2 separate regions of the Callithrix jacchus genome follow, and region 1 is linked to region 2. Evidence: chromatin contacts called from public Hi-C data. All regions are on one chromosome and are shown on one strand. The core of a region is the stretch at or near the end of the contact, and the rest is flanking DNA. Distances in the headings are between cores, read along the strand shown.

Region 1 (2,708 bases), core at 3-2,502, 150 kb after region 2:
ATCTAGACATTCCTTGCTCAGAAAATTATTTTTTGAATGAATTTTAAGTTTGAGATGGCAGTGGAATCATGGCAGGATTAGATTTAGAAGCTCTGAGCATCAAAAAAATAGCAATAGGGCCGGGCGTGGTGGCTCAGGCCTGTAATCCCAGCACTTTGGGAGGCCGAGGCGGGTGGATCACTATGTCAAGAGATCGAGACCATCTGGTCAACATGGTGAAACCCCATCTCTACTAAAAATACAAAAAATTAGCTGGGCATAGTGGTGTGTGCCTGTAATCCCAGCTACTCAGGACGCTGAGGCAGGAGAATTGCCTGAACCCAGGAGGTGGAGGTTGCAGTGAACTGAGATCGCGCCGTTGCACTCCAGCCTGGGTAACAAGAGCAAAACTCCGTCTCAAAAAAAAAAAAAGAAAAAAAAAAGATAGCAATGCCCCTTATATGTAATTCAGTATAGAAATACTGGTAAACCACAAATGATGTTTAAAGGAATTTATCAAACTCCTGCTTTTTCTCATGAGAAAAGATTGGGTGTGATACATGAACTTATTTCAGCCCCCCTCCTGCTTGATCATACATTAATCTGCCTTTTGGGTAACCTTGTACCCTATAGAGCATTCCAGGGGAAACGTATTTTAAAGGTCAGAAATATAGGATTGGAGTTTGGGAAAGAAGAAATGAAGACACAGCCTGAGAGACCGAGGAATCCGGCACTCAGACATTTCATGGGAAATCCTGGAAATGGATAAATCTGAGTGAGAGGATGTGGAGACACAGAAAAGAAAGCAGAGGCCAGGCACAGTGGCCCATACCTGTAATCCCAGCACTCTAGAAGGCCGAGGCTGCTGGATCACCTGAGTCCAGAGTTCAAAACCAGCCTGGGCAACATGGCAAGACCCCACCTCTACACTAAAACAACAACAACAACCCCCAAATTAGTTGGGTATGGTGATACATGCCTGTAGTCCCAGCTACTCGGGAGGCTGAAGTGGGAAGATGGCTTGAGCCTAGGGCTTCAAGGCTGCAGTGAGCTATGATTGCACCACTGCACTTCCAGCCTGGGAGACAGAGCAAGATCCTGTTTCAAAAAGAGAGTAAAAAAGGAAAGAAAATAGAACGGAGACATGAAAATTGAAGAATGTCTCCATTTTCAAGGCTGAGAAAAGGGAGGAGGAGGGCATTAAAGGCAGCTACCAGAAGACCAGAAAAATCAAGGTAATTTAGCGTCCACAAACCCAGGAAGGAGTGGGCTGCAAGGGGGAGGTAGTGGCCTTTGACAAGTACTTCAGAGAGGCCAAGAAGAACGAAAGCTGCAAAAAGGACCAGGCGTTCAGCCAGCTGCCCTAGGGTTAGGAAAGGAGTGGGCAGAGAGCCCATGAAGGCAGGAAGGGTATAGGCTCAGTCCACAGAATGGCTGTGAAAGAATTTGTCCAACTGGAAAGTACCACAGAAATCCGTGGAGTGCTGTGAAGTCACCCTTCCTGGCACGCAGAAGTCTGAGCAGTTAGACTGAGGATGGGAGAAGGGAGGAGGCCAGGAAAGCTCATGCTCACAAGCATCTCGGCCTCCTGCCTCCCGCCCCCCACTGCGTTCTGCCTGTCGCCTGTTGCGTCTATGTTTAGACACATCTAGGACAAAAATATGTGCTGCCTGGCCCCTGTCAGCTCACACTGAGATACTGGTGGACTTTTATTATCGCTCTAAGGCACATGGGAGGGAGCAGATGGGACCTGGGGAATGCAGAATGCTCAGAACACAGTGAAGTTGGGCTGGCCAACAGATGGACCCTTTCAGAATGGGCTCCAGGGTTGCTTAGCAACAGCCTCACCCAGGCTGGGCTTCTACTGGTTCCACAAGGCTGGATCTGCTCACCTCTGCACATGCAGTGACTCAATCGGGCTCTGTCTAGAAGGGAGGCACTGAGCCCACTATGGCTTAAGATGCTGCTGGGTGGAGCAGCGTCCTTTTTGGGGGTCTCTGCCTGATCTGGGGCAGAGCCTGGAAGAGGTTGCCTTGAAGCCCGTAGTGACAGGCCTCTCCCTGACCCAGTGCCTAGGCTCCAACTCAGTACTCAATACATGTTCGTTGAAAGAAATTGCAAACGATGGCTGCTTTTGTTATGTAATAGAAGGGGAATGGACAGTTTGGAAAGGGTCTTCCATGACTGATGTTCGGTATGGCTATATGAGCTGTTAAAATACTGAAATACCTACAGTATGGCTTACTGTGGGTATTTGAGTCCCCAAATGCTCCCATTATCCAAGTTCCCTGGCTTCTCCCCTCGAACCCCCTGGACATCCTTATGAAAGCAGGTAAAGAGTTTACACCTGGCACAGTAGGGGCCTCCAGGGTTTTGCTGCAGCCCTTTGCCCAGCATCTGACCATCTGTGCTGGAGGCATCCGTGTTGTAGAAGTTGTTGCAGAATCTGACAATCTCCTTAGCTCCAAGCACAAGACCCAGCAATTGAGCCCTCTGCTACGACCATCTCCATTTCTCATCCCTTCCGCCTGCCAGTCTTGTCCTCCTGATGGGGCTGGTGACACACAGACTGAGCCTGAGCCCAAGACTGGGGTAGGGCAGGCAGCAGACAGAGAGCATGGATGTGAACAGGGGTGCCCGCTCTCTCAGAATTCCCTGCAGACCTGCAGGGGGCTGCAGGTCCATTCCCCATCAGGGAGGGTGGGAGAGGGTGGTGTGGCCAACCTAGG
Region 2 (2,702 bases), core at 138-2,637:
TGACACAAATTTTAGGGTAGAGGACTGTTTGGCAGAAGACTGCATTTAACTTGGAATAACATCCTGCAATGAATCAATAACATTGAACTCCTGGCTAGTCTACCTCTTCATTTTCCCCCCTTACCTTCCCACCAGCATAGAACTATTCAATCAAAACACTAGGGCCCAGAAAGCTCAAATGCTGCGTAGACTTGCAGATACCTTTTGAACATAAGGCAGGCTTTAAAAATAGGTATTCACTAAGTTTGTGCAGAAATTAAGCTCTGCTCAAATCAAACGCAGAAGCCTTCAGCAAAGGCATCTCCATACTTCCCATGTCTTACGTGCATCTTCAACCTGATCACATATTTTGTCTTACAAATTTTTTTTTAGGCCAAGAAACAAATGGCGGAAAAAATTCCCGCTAATTTTATCCTCTCTTTAATAAGAATCCATTCTGTAGCATCACGTAAAAATGCAGAGCAGACGAAGCAGTCCTCATGACAGGTACATATATACACACACATAATTCACTCCCGAAACGACAAACGGAGGCAGCCAAGGGCAATGCACAAAGAGAACAGAGAAGAAACGGATTCCATCGACACAAAGCCCGGCGGCAGGCATCCTCTCTGCCACCTCGGAGGGGTCACCGGAGGCGAGAACGACGGCGCGCGGAGCCCGGCGGCCTTTCCGAAAGGCTCTTCCGTAGACCCGCTCCGCACAGCCTCCAGCCAGCGCACCTGGCCCCCAAGGGTACGCGGGGACGGCCCCCTCTCCCCCGATCGCACTCCCGGGGGCCGCTCCCCAGCGTCCAGCAGCCTCCTCGCCCCGCCAGCCGCGCCGCGCTCCCAGAGACTCGTCTCGGGGCGGGAAAGGGGTCCCGTCGCGTTTCGGCGGCGGAGGGGGACGCTAGGGGTCGGCGGCGACGCCCAGCCTCCCTCTGTGTCGCGGCCCGGCGCGCACTCACCCTCCAGCAGCCGGGTGATGAGGCTGTCCACGTTCAACTCCCCGTCCGCCATCTTGTCGGCACAGACTCTCCTTCCCGGCAGCGGGAACAAGGGCTTCTCGGCGGCGGAGGCTTCGGCGACGGCTCGGCGTTCTCTCACCTACAAGTCACGCGGCGTTTCGACCCCGGCTCCAACTCCCCCTTTTCCCGGGCCCTCCCCCCACCCCCTCCCCGCCGGGTAGCAAGAGCGCGCGCACAGTCGGAGGCACCCACGGAAAATAAATAAATAAACAAGAGGGGCCCCCACGAACAGGGCCGCGTCAGACCCAGGCCGCCACCTCCTCCTCGGCACCGCCCAACTCCGCAAAGCTCACCAGCGCCGCCGACGGCCCCACCCGCAGCGCCACTCACTCCGCACGGCCCTTGCCCGCCGCCGCGCAACGCAGTTCTCTGCGCAAGCGCGCGGCGCGCTCCTCGCCGAGGTTTGCCTCGACGCCCGGGCCGCCGCGCAGTCGCACTGGAGCGGCTTCTCCCGTCGCCGTCTTCGCGCAGGTGCGTCGCCCTCTCTCTCCATGTCCACGGCGCCAAGTCTCGCCGCGGCGGCGCAGGCGCCCGGGAGGTTCCCCGGCTTTGCAGCGCTAAGGAAACCCGGGTTACGCTGGGCGCGCTGGGGCAGGGCTGACCTTCCCATTTCTCTGCTCCACCGGCCCTGGTTTCTCCGCAGACTTGGTGGTTGCGCCCTTTCGGCCTCGCTTTTCTTTTCTTGGCTTCATCCCCTGCACCTGCAAGCAGTTCCTCGTGTTTCTTTCGTTAGCCGAGAAACGCGAACTGCAGCGTTTAGAACCCGGCTTTGCGCGTGTGGAAAGCAATAAAGGGTTACTCTGCTGGAGTTCGACATTGCAAATAAAGATCTTTATCCCCTGCGGTTCCACAAAGCTAGTTCCGCAGGCATTCTGGTTGAAGGAAGAGTTAAAGTGGGCCCTGGAGGAGTCAGCAATAATACAGTATTCATGGGTGCAGATGACTGCCTGTGTCTAGCGCTTTCTCTTATCTTAAATCTCCATCCACACCGTGGGTTTTTTTTTTTCCACGGTGTGTTTCTGTTCCTGTCTCCAGTATATTGCTTAATCGTCATCCTACCTGGTAATTATTTTTCCTTTTTTCTCCCACTCTCGACTCAGCTCCTAGGTGATAAAAACACACTAACTTACCTTTATGCCCACTGCACCCACCAAGTGTTTCCATCCCATAATACCGCCTCTAGAAAGGCAGGAGGAGAAGCAGTCAGGCTAAGGATCTAGGCAAGCCTAATCTTTTGTCCTGTTTTAGGAGGTGGCCAGCCCTTACTCATTCCACAGGTGTTTTTTTCCAGACCTGATGTTGCCCCAAGCCCGAAGCAGTGCCTCCCCAACTCATGTATCGCTTATAGTAGCTGACATTTGTTCAGATCCCTGGATGGGCTCTGGCACGGTTGTGTGTGTGTGTGTGTGTGTGGTTTTCACTCACGTTGTTTCACTCTTGTTGCCCAGATTGCGGTGCAGTGGCGCAATTTCGGCTCGCTGCAACCTCTGCCTCCTGGGTTCAAGCTATTCTCCTGCCTCAGCCTCCCTAGTAGCTGGGATTACAGGCGCCCGCCACCACGCCCAGCTAATTTTTTGTATTTTTAGTAGAGCCAGGGTTTCAGCATGTTGGCCAGGGTGGTCTTGAACCCCTGACCTCAGGTAATCCACCTCCCAAACTGCTGGGATTATAGGCGCACTGTTTTAAATATTAC

What was found. Hi-C and Micro-C count contacts between places; a contact is called where the count stands out from the background.
Region 1: a contact with region 2 is called in a Hi-C map of skeletal muscle, with 2.4 times the contacts expected there. The contact joins the enhancer-like site here to the promoter of PPP1CB in region 2. A contact is called at or near these places in 2 of 3 Hi-C or Micro-C datasets (both in skeletal muscle).

The regions. Positions count from the first base shown.
Region 1 is chr14:86,439,924-86,442,631 of calJac240_pri, forward strand. All of the region lies in intron 43 of PLB1 (phospholipase B1), which reads right to left. All of the region lies in intron 1 of LOC118147366 (a long non-coding RNA gene), which reads left to right. Among named protein-coding and RNA genes, the nearest start is that of PLB1, 120 kb to the right of the region's middle. Within about 2 kb of position 1,253, at least 7 of the 16 cell types and tissues checked have an H3K27ac peak or open chromatin away from gene starts, as enhancers often do. A contact at or near this core is called in skeletal muscle, where this site is marked.
Region 2 is chr14:86,291,422-86,294,123 of calJac240_pri, forward strand. PPP1CB (protein phosphatase 1 catalytic subunit beta) reads right to left here and starts at 1,388. Exons shown (of 9, transcript XM_078349615.1): 1 at 1,202-1,388; 2 at 950-1,088. The coding sequence starts at 1,001.